Regions from separate parts of the Mus musculus genome. Here region 1 is linked to region 2. A link is a contact called in public Hi-C data. All regions are on one chromosome and are shown on one strand. Each heading gives the region's core, a stretch centred on a gene start, on an enhancer-like site or on the middle of the called end of the contact. The rest is flanking DNA. Distances are from core to core; before and after follow the strand shown. Region 1 has its middle 130 kb from the start of Gm41323. Region 2 has its middle 36 kb from the start of Gm41323.

What was found. Hi-C and Micro-C count contacts between places; a contact is called where the count stands out from the background.
Region 1: a Hi-C map of the C2C12 cell line shows a contact between it and region 2, with 2.7 times the contacts expected there. The contact joins two enhancer-like sites. A contact is called at or near these places in 1 of 15 datasets of contacts at CTCF or cohesin (the NIH/3T3 cell line), 5 of 484 Hi-C or Micro-C datasets (the 3T3-L1 cell line, 3T3-L1-derived adipocytes, the C2C12 cell line and 2 more) and 1 of 115 datasets of contacts at active chromatin or transcription factors (embryonic fibroblasts).

Annotation. Positions count from the first base shown.
Region 1 is chr15:53,059,953-53,065,649 of GRCm38.p6, forward strand. No RefSeq gene overlaps it. Among named protein-coding and RNA genes, the nearest start is that of Gm41323, 130 kb to the left of the region's middle. Within about 2 kb of position 3,884, at least 30 of the 459 cell types and tissues checked have an H3K27ac peak or open chromatin away from gene starts, as enhancers often do. A contact at or near this core is called in the C2C12 cell line, where this site is marked.
Region 2 is chr15:52,966,556-52,971,833 of GRCm38.p6, forward strand. No RefSeq gene overlaps it. Among named protein-coding and RNA genes, the nearest start is that of Gm41323, 36 kb to the left of the region's middle. Within about 2 kb of position 1,421, at least 34 of the 459 cell types and tissues checked have an H3K27ac peak or open chromatin away from gene starts, as enhancers often do. A contact at or near this core is called in the C2C12 cell line, where this site is marked.

The DNA.
Region 1 (5,697 bases), core at 2,634-5,133, 96 kb after region 2:
CACCTCTCCTCTCTCTCTCTCTCTCTCTCTCTCTCTCTCTCTCTGATTGCCAGCATGGAGTCAAGTTTGTGTTGGTCAACTCTTCCTGGGCAGGGGCCTACCCTAGGTTATGGCCAATATGACAGGTATCACACCATTAACAAAAATGGACTTGCTCTCACCTATCAGCAATCAAATGCCAATTGCTTCTCAGCTGGTGGCATGCTGGGATTTTGTCTACTTTTATCTTGGGCTTGCTTTGTGCTTGCTGTCCAAATCCTAGTCAATACATGGGTGTATCTTTCCTGTTATGTGTGAAAAATACTGTTTCTATGAAGTCATCCATCACCTCTGGCTTTTACATTTGTCCTTTCTCTTCAGCATAAATATCTGAGCCTTTGAGGAGGGGTGTGATATACATATCATATTTCTGGCTGAGCATTCTGAAATCTCTTACTCTCTACACATTAAGTAGTTGGGGTTTTCTGTGTTAATTGCAATCTACTGAAAAAGAAGCTTCTCTGATAAAGGTTGAGCCACAAACAGATCTATGAACATGATAAGTCATTATTCATTATATTACTATGTTCTCTTAGCAGAATAATGGCAATACCTTTCCCTGCAGAGTCCAGAGCTTCTTGGCTCCATTGAGAGCATCACGTTTTGGTCCTGTCTCATCAAGTGGACCTTCAATACAATTTTTAAAAAAAAAAACGCAGTTGGTTTCTCTCATTACATTCATACCACTATTTTACAAGTGAGTATATCTTGCCAGATAGGCTGTTTATCTAAATGGGTTCACAACTGGGTGAAGCTGATGATTTCTGTTTTCCTTTGGTAGTGTGTTCAGCACCTTCAGCACTATGCAAACCAACCAATAAGGATAAAACTTGCAAGCGATCACCAGCTAGATTTATTCATCTTCTTTGACTCAAGTATGTGGTTGAAACTCCACATTTTGTACAGTCAAACATAATTATGGTTTTTTTTACACAGATTTTTTTCACAAAGCTCAAACCATAGACACATAGCAGTTACGTTTCTGCATCAGTTTTGGCCTTTCAACTTGACAGTGAACAACTTAATACCCAACCAAAAATAAATATTCTAACATGTATGTTGTGTGTGTGTGTGTGTGTAATTTCTCCCTCAATCCTATATCTTTCTATTAGGTAAGTTTATTTTTTCTTCCAGTATGCTTTGTTGAAATACACTGTGACTATGCTGAAAAGAAGCCCTTAAAACCTTTATACCATTTGAAAAGCCAACATCATATCTATGAATTACCCTAAAAGAATTGTCATAGGTGTGAACAATGATTTATCTCTAGGAATATTTACTGCAGCGTTGATCTTACTGATTGAACACCTTACATATATACCACAAGTGGTCAGAAACTGCAAAGTTACTGAATTCCTAATGGTTAAAGTTGGGTTAAAATATGACACATATGCAATAACTGTATAATAGAGTATAATATACTGTATAATAAACTGTATAAATAGAATATTGTATAATAACAATATAATATAATAATATAGTATAAAATATAAAATAATGTATAAAACTGTATAATAGAATGCAGGCATTCAAATGTGTGCTTCATTTGTAAAAAGTGTGTTGTAAAATGCTACATATATATGGATCTTCAGGGAATACTTAAAGTAGTCTCAAGGTTTCATTATGTCCAGTTTAACCATTTTTTTTATTCTAATAGGACAGTCCGTTCCTGTCTGATGAAAGACACATTTTGGCCAGTTTTACAAGTAGATCTGGCCAAAGAAATCAGGTTATTTATGTTCAGTTTGGAATAGAAATTCAAGCTTGGCAAATAATTTACAGGTTGGCAAGAATTATATCTTCTTTCTTCACACAATTTAAACCACCAGGAAAGGGAAAACAATAAGGATTAACACCCAGGCTTCATTTAAGTCCTGAGCTACCTCAAACATATTCCACTGAGAATGAGAAACAGCCCTCCAGGAAGTTCAGCCAGAAAAGACAAATGCAGTTTAGCATCATTTCTGCTGATGGATAGCTCATTCCTGAATTCTATGATGATTTCATGTTAGTAAGCAGTAAAACATGAGTCCAATGGAAAATAAGAGGTGCAGATGACATTAGAAAGACTACAGTTCATTGGGTTATGAAATTCTAAACATTAAGATAAAAAAAATTGTTTTCCTTAACAGGTCAAAGGAAAGATTTTAATAGAAGCCCTTTTAGTAAAATACTGATTATTAAGAAAAGGTGATAATCACACACTGTTTACATTAGGTGCTATGTTTAAACACCTTTATATTTACTAATTCATATATTCCTTGTGAGAAGTCTATGAGGCATACAGTTGTGCTAACATGAAGAAACTTCATAGTTTCTTCATAGGCATAGAAAGTTCAGCTGAGTTTAATGAAGTTACGGATCTGCAGAGAGTCAAGATTCTAATTTTAGAAGGTGGGGTACCAAAGGATGTTTTTAACCATTGCACTTTGACAGCTAGTATGTCTGAGTTCAAAAGCTGGTAAGTCAGGGCTGGAGAGATGGCTCAGTGGTTAAGAGCATTGACTGCTCTTCCAGAGAGTTCAATTCCGAGCAACCACATGATGGCTCACAACCATCTGTAACTGGATCTGATGGCCCCTTGTGCTGTGTCTGAAGATATCTACAGTGTACTCACATACATAAAATAAACAATAATTCTAGAAAAACCACAAAACAAAGAAACAAACAAACAAGCCCCCTGCTAAGTCTTGAACCTGCTGGACTGCATAATGACCACTAGATCTCTTCTGTATCTGCCAGAGTACAGCTGTGTCTGGAAGAGCAGGCACATTGTTTCAATCTTTCTTGCAGTACTTTGAGTTCTGAAAGCCAGAAAGATGGCTCAAAGTTGGGGGAGGCCGGTATAGGATGACTCAGGTGTCCACAAATAACTTCCAGTCCTCTCGCCAGTAGACTTGGTGGAACTGCTTGGACCATAAAGCAGCACCATCTGTAATTTGCAATTTGCTCCAGGTATTTCTGTAAGCAATAGCACTCCTTGAAACATCTGTGAGGTGGGCTGGGACCTAATTTAAAAGTAACTTACCCAACTAGCCTTCTCATTTGTCCTCCAACTGGGGAATGATTCTATCATGAGTCATAGTCTGGGGCCAGATTTTGTAAAGTTGGAAGTCAAGAATGGGCCCAGTCATTTCTAAGCCAGAACTCAGGTGCCTTACACTTGCATTCTCTAACCACATCCTGACTTCACACAGTGCTTGGTATACGGTCATTGTCCATATATTTATTTACATGCATGCATGCATGTAGGTATATAAACATACATACATACATATATACATACATACATACATACATACATAATACACATTTTGCTACACTTTTACAGAAGAACAAATTGAAATACATAACAAAAAACTTTGATGGATGTCACAAAACAAACCAAAATTCCAAATGAAATTTGCCCTTTTCTCCATTCCAAGTATGAGAAGGTGGTGACTTATGCCTCTCCTCGAGAATATGTAAATATAGTGTAGAAGAGTAGTGGAGATGGGGAGGAGATACCACTAGAGTAAAAAGGAGGCAAAGAGGAACAAGTGTGAAAAAGAGGCTCATTACCACCACCAACCCTCACTATAGTAGCCCTGAGTGGTAGCTGTAGCACACCTGGGTGCATTTTTAAAACCTTTTGAGAAATGCCAGTCTAATAAATTCTTTGCCAGCCAGTAATTCATGAGCTCCAGGCAGTAGTTGAAACCAAGTGGGGGTAATGGCCACAGCTGTCAGGCTCCAGATGCTCTGGGACCCAGCCCTGCCACTTTGTCCCAGCATTCATATGGAGGAACACTGTGAACTGGGCACATCACCACCATCCACTTGGGCAATTTCCAACAGTACAGCTGCATCTGGCCTGGAAGATGACTGTTGTTGGGTGCTGGGCTGCAGCCCAGCTGTGAGAGTTAGGCCTCCACCCAAGCATATTCAATGGAACCTCATGTGCCTGACTTCCCCAGAACCCTCATGGAAATGTTAGGATTTTCAAAACATTAGTTCTTTCTGGATCTTCTGTACCCAACAGGGAAAAAAATGGAATCAGACCCACATAGATGAAAAGTCATGTCATTTATTAATAATTTCTCTTTTTATTCTTCTATAAATCTGAAGGAAAAAGTCTTTGGTGACACTCTATAAAACAATCTATCTTAAATGGCAAAACCCAGACATAAAGTTACACAGGTCAGTGACGTAAATCAAGATCTATGGCTTTGAAATTTCTTGCACTCTCTCACACACTTTAGGACTCAATTGCACTAAATCATTAATACTCTGTAACAAATGTGGAAAACACTCCAAAAAAGACCTGTGTTGACACCACAATAACATTGGCCATGTATTAGAAAAAGGGTCCCAAATGTACATTGTATACAAAATAAGATTTACTATTTTTTGTTACAATTTGCCACCTAAAATAGTTCCAGTTTTCCATGTCTTTTTTTTTTTAACTCTCAGCATATCCTATACATTTTTACTTAGCATAAATATACAGTTCATTTCGTGGTAACCAGGTCATTTGCATGGCCCTAATTTTAGTAATAATTACAACTAAAATGAGAGGAATGTGCTCCTATAGAACAGAATGCTATTGCAGAAATCAAATGACCTTTGAGATCTGAAAGGCAGATCAATACAAAAATAGTGTGCCTGGAAGGCCAGCTTGACTTGATTTTAAACAACAATAAGACTCTGCCTACCAAGTATCTCACCCATGCTGTTGATCTAGAACATATTGGCACTCTAGGACAGTGACAACTATAGCCTCAGCTAAGTAAAAAGAAACAATATCCTTTGATTTTTGGAAAGGGCAAAGAGGAGACATGGCTTCCAGCCAGAAATCACCTTTACTATCAAAACCCACAGGTTTCGTATCCAGAGTTCCTGGATATTATTACCGAACTGATGGGGTAAACCCGTCTTAGGATGTTTCATCCCACTTCACCCTTTCAATGGAAACATGGAGTCTAGGAATAATTTCATTACCATTTGATGGTTTAAAGTAGTGAGTGAGATGTGTTCAATGTAGTTCAGCATTCAGGTTTTGCCCACTGAGAATTTAATCCAAAGCAACTTTGTTCCCATCAAACTTGCAGGCAACAGCCAAAGGTCTTTCTTGCTTACAGCTAGTCAGCAATGGAGGACACATTTTAAAGGCCCATGTCCACAGCTGTCAGGATCCAGGTAAGTGAATTTACCAACTGTAGCCCTGGCTGTATGCTGGTGATGGAAGCTAGTAGAAACCAGGAACTTGGTATCTCACAGTTCATGGCAAGAGCTGATAGCCTTCAAACTGGACCTCTCAGAGACCCCGCCCCCAGTAAGATATGATAGTTCCAGTTGGAGGAAGCTTGTCTCGGCATTTGCATTTCTAATCCAGTCTTGTCCAGTATGAATCTCACTCAGCTTCTACCCCAATGAAGCTCTCTGCCTTCTCTCCATCTTTCAAACAAAGTTGATTAAAATTTCATTAGTGGTTCAATCAAGCATCCTTTTTTGAAAAATTTTGTTTTAATTTTAAATAGTCCATAAGTCTCCTCACCTCAACCATGACTAAATTAAAGTTCAGCAACCTTTATGAAAGGCCACTAGCATAATGTTCCTTCAAGTCACCAGGAATTTGAGAGCCACCAAAAATAAAGGCTAACATAGCCTACTGTAATG
Region 2 (5,278 bases), core at 171-2,670:
GTTTAGTCTGTACATTGCCAGCTGTATGAGCGTAAGCACCTGAAATTGGATCCATGGCCCTCTTGGAAAAGTTGGGCATGGTAGATAGTGCTGGCTGGAACCCCAGTGCAAAAGAGTCAGACTTGAAGCCCACTGGCCAGCCAGTGTAAACCCCAGATTCAGTGATGAGCCGAGTCTCAAATGACAAGCTGAAGGAGAGAGGAAGACAGACACTCTCTGTAACTCCTGACCTCTACACACTCATGCAAGCATGGGCACATGCATCCACATGCACACACACACACACACAATCTCTCTTCTTCCCCTGTGACACTGACTGTAATTATCACCTGTTTGATCTTGACTAACCAGTAAGTCTGACACCTTGAGGGTTTGAGACAGGCCTGTTTGCTTCTGGGTTCTGTCTTCAGAAAGCCTAGACTAACTTGTGGCATTGGTATTTGTGTTAGTCGGCTTTGTATGACTGTCATAAAATACCTCAAAGAAACATTCTGAAAGAGACAAGATTGGGTTGGTTCACAGTTTCAGATGTTTGGGCCCATGCTCACACATCCCCCATCACAAAGAAAATAGGCATGTATATCCCATGCTTCTAGTGACCATGGTGTTCTTGGAAATTCTGTCTTAAAAGGGTTTTTTTTAAATGAGTTTTAGAACAGGAAACTGTACTCTTTTCGACCCTAGGAAGGAATATCAATGAGGAAATATTCCCCATATATTGTTTAGAGTTAAGCTTTTAAAACTTACAAGTAAAACATACAAAGAACCAAAAATACACGGTGATAATCTCTGGATATGAAAAGCTTAGTGTCTAACCCCAGCTCATGTGTAGTCTTCCTGTAAACTGTCCAAGTGGTTATTGGAAATACTACTCCCCCTCCAGCCTCCGTTACAACTTCAAGGTTTCTGTGTTCTCTGTGTTGGAATTCTCAGACCAAGGATCCCAAGGCTGAGGCTGTGATGGGTGATGACACTATTCTTGTTCATAACCTTCAGAGGAGAAAATATAATATGTCTGTGGCCAGGTTTTTCTGAGAGATACCAGGTGTGCAATTTGTAAGCAAATGACAATCGGCATGACTATTGATTGTTCTGACCAGCTAATTATGAGTTCGCCATTCCCCAAAGCCTTAAAATTTCTCCTGTATCCCACCCTGGACATCTCCCAGCCGATCTCATTTGTTTGCCTTCAACCCATCCCTAGAGAGAAACGTCTTCTCTCACCAGCTTTCCCTATGTCCTTCTCCAGCTTGCCAGTTTCTTAATAGCTGTCACCAGATATCAAAGGGGCTTTAGCTTATTGCATAATCAGCTCTTCCTCTGAGACCCACCCCGCCTCCCATCATTACCTCAGGGTGTTGGAACTTTGCTGGGAGCTGCTGACAGATCTTTAAAGATCCCAGCTGTTTCTGAGTCCTAACGACCTCTTTCAGCTGGTCTCCTCAGAACAGCTGCAAAAGCTTCAGCTAGGAAGGGTGGAGACACCGTTTAGCATGATAACAAATCAGTAGGGAGTGGTCAGTTTCCCAAGAAAAGCTGTTAGGTGGTGGTGGTGGTAGCCGCCCCAGCAACACCCTCAGCCCCCACCCTCCCTTAGAGAGGCAAATTTATGCTACCTCTGTGTGAAAACTCTTCTTTGCCAAAAGAAAGAAATCAAGAGTCATAGCCCCACCCTTGCTGCCAGAAGAGCTGGAAAAGTTTCTTGCTGTCTCCAAGGTTCACAAAACGATCTGTCAATAGAAGCAAAAAGATTATCCTGCACACATAATGTGAAATACGCACTCATTTGCACCAAATTAAACATGTGGAAGAAACACTGATAGCTGACATCTAGTTACATTCAGGGTGTTGGGAAAAGTGTTTTCTTGTGTATTTTCATAGCAAGCAATGTATAGTGGAGGGAGCCAAGGCTCCAAGAGATTGGATAATTTGTTTAATGCTTCATAATTCAAAGGCAGTGGAGCTAGAGTTTGACCTGCTTAAAAAGTAGAGTCTAGTACGGTACCGGACACCTTTCCTTACGTATTTTCAAAGCAGCTCACACTGCCCTGCCAGTAGTAGATTGAATGGGTTCCTTTTTAATGAAGCCCTATCATTCCTATCATTTTAAAATAATATTTTTGTTAATTGTTTGAGAATTTCATAAACATTTGTATCGTATTCACCAACTACACTTAAATTTGCCCCACCTCTCTAGACATCCAAGTTTGGGTTTGCTCTTTTTTAACCCATGAAGTTCAGTTGTACTGCCCAGTTACTCTTGGGTGTAAGGCTACCCCTGATGTACAGTCTTCTTACTATGGCTCATACCCATAAACCAATCCAGCTCTTCCTCTCCTGGAAGCTATTAATTGCCAATAACTCCTTATCCAGGGATGGGAGTCTATACCCATTTTTCCCTTCCCATGATGATGAGATTGTATTTTTATCTTGAGCATATGCAGGTCATTTTATGCTGTCACAGCTGCTGTGAGTTCATATACACAACTGCTCTGTTGAGTCCTTATTGTTACTTCTTACAATTTTTCTTACTCCTTTCTCATGGTGGTCCCTGGGCCTTTGGGGAAAGGGTATAATATAAACATACTATTCAGGGCTGAGCATACTATAGTCTTTTATTCGCTGCTCACTGGCCAGTAGAATGGCTTTGTATTCATTGCCTTCTACTGTAAGAAGATTCTCTAGTGACTAGAGTTGAGAGATCTACTAACTTATGAGTATAGTGATAACTTAGTATGAGTTGGTTTAATATTCTGTTCATTTAGCATCATAATAGTAACAGATTCTCCTCTAGAGCCTATAACCTATCTAGCCACAGGTTCTTGATCCTAGTAACAATGTCAGATATGGGTTCTATCTGTGCAGTGGGCCTAAATCCATCCCCTTCCCCACAAAGAATTTGGTTACTTCCATAGCATTACTGCCATTATTCTACCAGCAGGCAGGTCTTATCAGGATAGTCATTATTGTAGTTCACAGGGTTCACAGCTAAGTAAGACAAGACTAGAGATTGCTTTTCTACTCCAGTGATAGTCATAGCACCTTTGGGAGCTACAAAAGTGACACAGCATGGACGCATCATTCAGTTTAATACTGACTTGATTTTTCCATGTCCTATGGAAAACGTAGTGTCTTTACTAAAGTATGTAGTGTCTTCAGCAATAGGATAACAAAAAGTTCTAGAAGGTGACCAAGAGAAATAGCAATACCCTGTTTACCCTGTATGTGAAGTCTATGGTACTTGTTGGCTAACAAGTCCAAAAATGGTAATTCATTCCTGGTATTGAACTTTTTATTTGTTAGCCTGTCGTGTCTAATAGGGACATTGTCCACTCGTTGGAGGATAATTTTATCCAAATACTTAACTATAGCACTTTCTTTTCCTAAAATATCTTTTATTCCTAATCACTTTATTAAGATAACTTCTTATAGCTTTTCAATGTATATCTTTATACTCACGTATAATAATAAAAAAAAAAAACACTACAAGAAATCCCTTCTTCCACATCCAATGAATCCAAGAAATCAATTATTTCTTCTAATTTATTTATTTATTCATTTATCAAGACAGGGTCTCAATATCAAGCTCTGGCTGTTCTAAAATTCAATATATAGACCAGGCTGGCATTGAACTCACACACATTAGCCAACCTCCAGCTTTTGAGTGCTGGCATTAAAGGTGTGTGATACCACACCCAGCTATTCTTATTCTACATCCTTAAATGCCACTGTTGTGCTTTTGTGGCATAATTCTTTATGTATAAAAGCTTTTAATTACTCTCTTGATCATGGGAGGTAAGAAAAGTGTGTAACCGGAGAGATAGCTCATTCGTTAGGAGCACTGGTTGTTCCTCCAGAGGTAATTCCCAGCATCCACATGGCAAATTACAACCAGGTAAAACTGTAGTCCTGTTAGCTTCAATGCACTTTTTTGGCACACAGCTGCACATGAAGAGAAAACACTCATAGATAAAATCAATAAATCTTTTTTTAAAGTAAGTATGTTGACCTTCTCATTTTCAAGGCCTTAGAGAACATTGCCACAATATTTCTGCTAGTTCCCAAGAGTTTTATAGCAGCAGCCCTGCTCCATCTCTGATCTCGATTCCTCTAGTGTTGCGTTTGTCTATCACTACACCACTTTGAAATGAAACTCAATACCTTCTATGCTTTCCACGCTCAATATCAGTTTTTCATGACTGTCATAGTTTTAAGGGAGAAGGGATCAAATAAAATCAAATAATGCAGCACTCTGCCTTTTACCTTCTTATTTACTATTTGCCCCTTCTGTCTCCCTCTTTTTTTTTAATACTTTTTATTAGGTATTTTCCTCATTTATATTTCCAATGCTATCCCAAAAGTCCCCCATACCCTCGCTCCCACTCCCCTACCAACCCACTCCCACTTTTTGGCCCTGGCATTCCCCTGTACTGGGGCATATAAAGTTTGCAAGTCCAATGGGCCTCTCTTTCCAGTGATGGCCGACTAGGCCATCTTTTGATACATATGCAGCTAGAGTCAAGAGCTCCAGGGTACTGGTTAGTTCATAATGTTGTTCTACCTATAGGGTTGCAGATCCCTTTAGCTCCTTGGGGACTTTCTCTAGCTCCTCCATTGGGGGCCCTGTGATCCATACAATAGCTGACTGTGATCATCCACTTCTGTGTTTGCTAGGCCCCGGCATAGTCTCACAAGAGACAGCTATATCTGGGTCCTTTCAGCAAAATCTTGCTAGTATATGACATGGTGTCAGCATTTGGAAGCTGATTATGGGATGGAACCCTGGATATGGCAGGCTCTAGATGGTCCATCCTTTTGACACAGCTCCAAACTTTGTCTCTGTAACTCCTTCCATGGGTGTTTTGTTCCCAATTCTAAGGAGGGGCAAAGTGTCCACACTTTGGTCTTAGTTCTTCTTGAGTTTCATGCGTTTAGCAAATTGTATCTTATATCTTGGGTATTCTTTTTTTTTTTTAGGTATTTTCCTCATTTACATTTTCAATGTTATCCCAAAGGTCCCCCATACCCACCCCCCCAATCCCCTACTCACCCACTCCCCCTTTTTGGCCCTGGCGTTCCCCTGTACTGGGGCATATAAAGTTTGCAAGTCCAATGGGCCTCTCTTTGCAGTGATGGCCGACTAGGCCATCTTTTGATACATATGCAGCTAAAGACAAGAGCTCCCGGGTACTGGTTAGTTCATATTGTTGTTCCACCTATAGGGTTGCAGTTCCCTATAGCTCCTTGGGTAATTTCTCTAGCTCCTCCATTAGGGGCC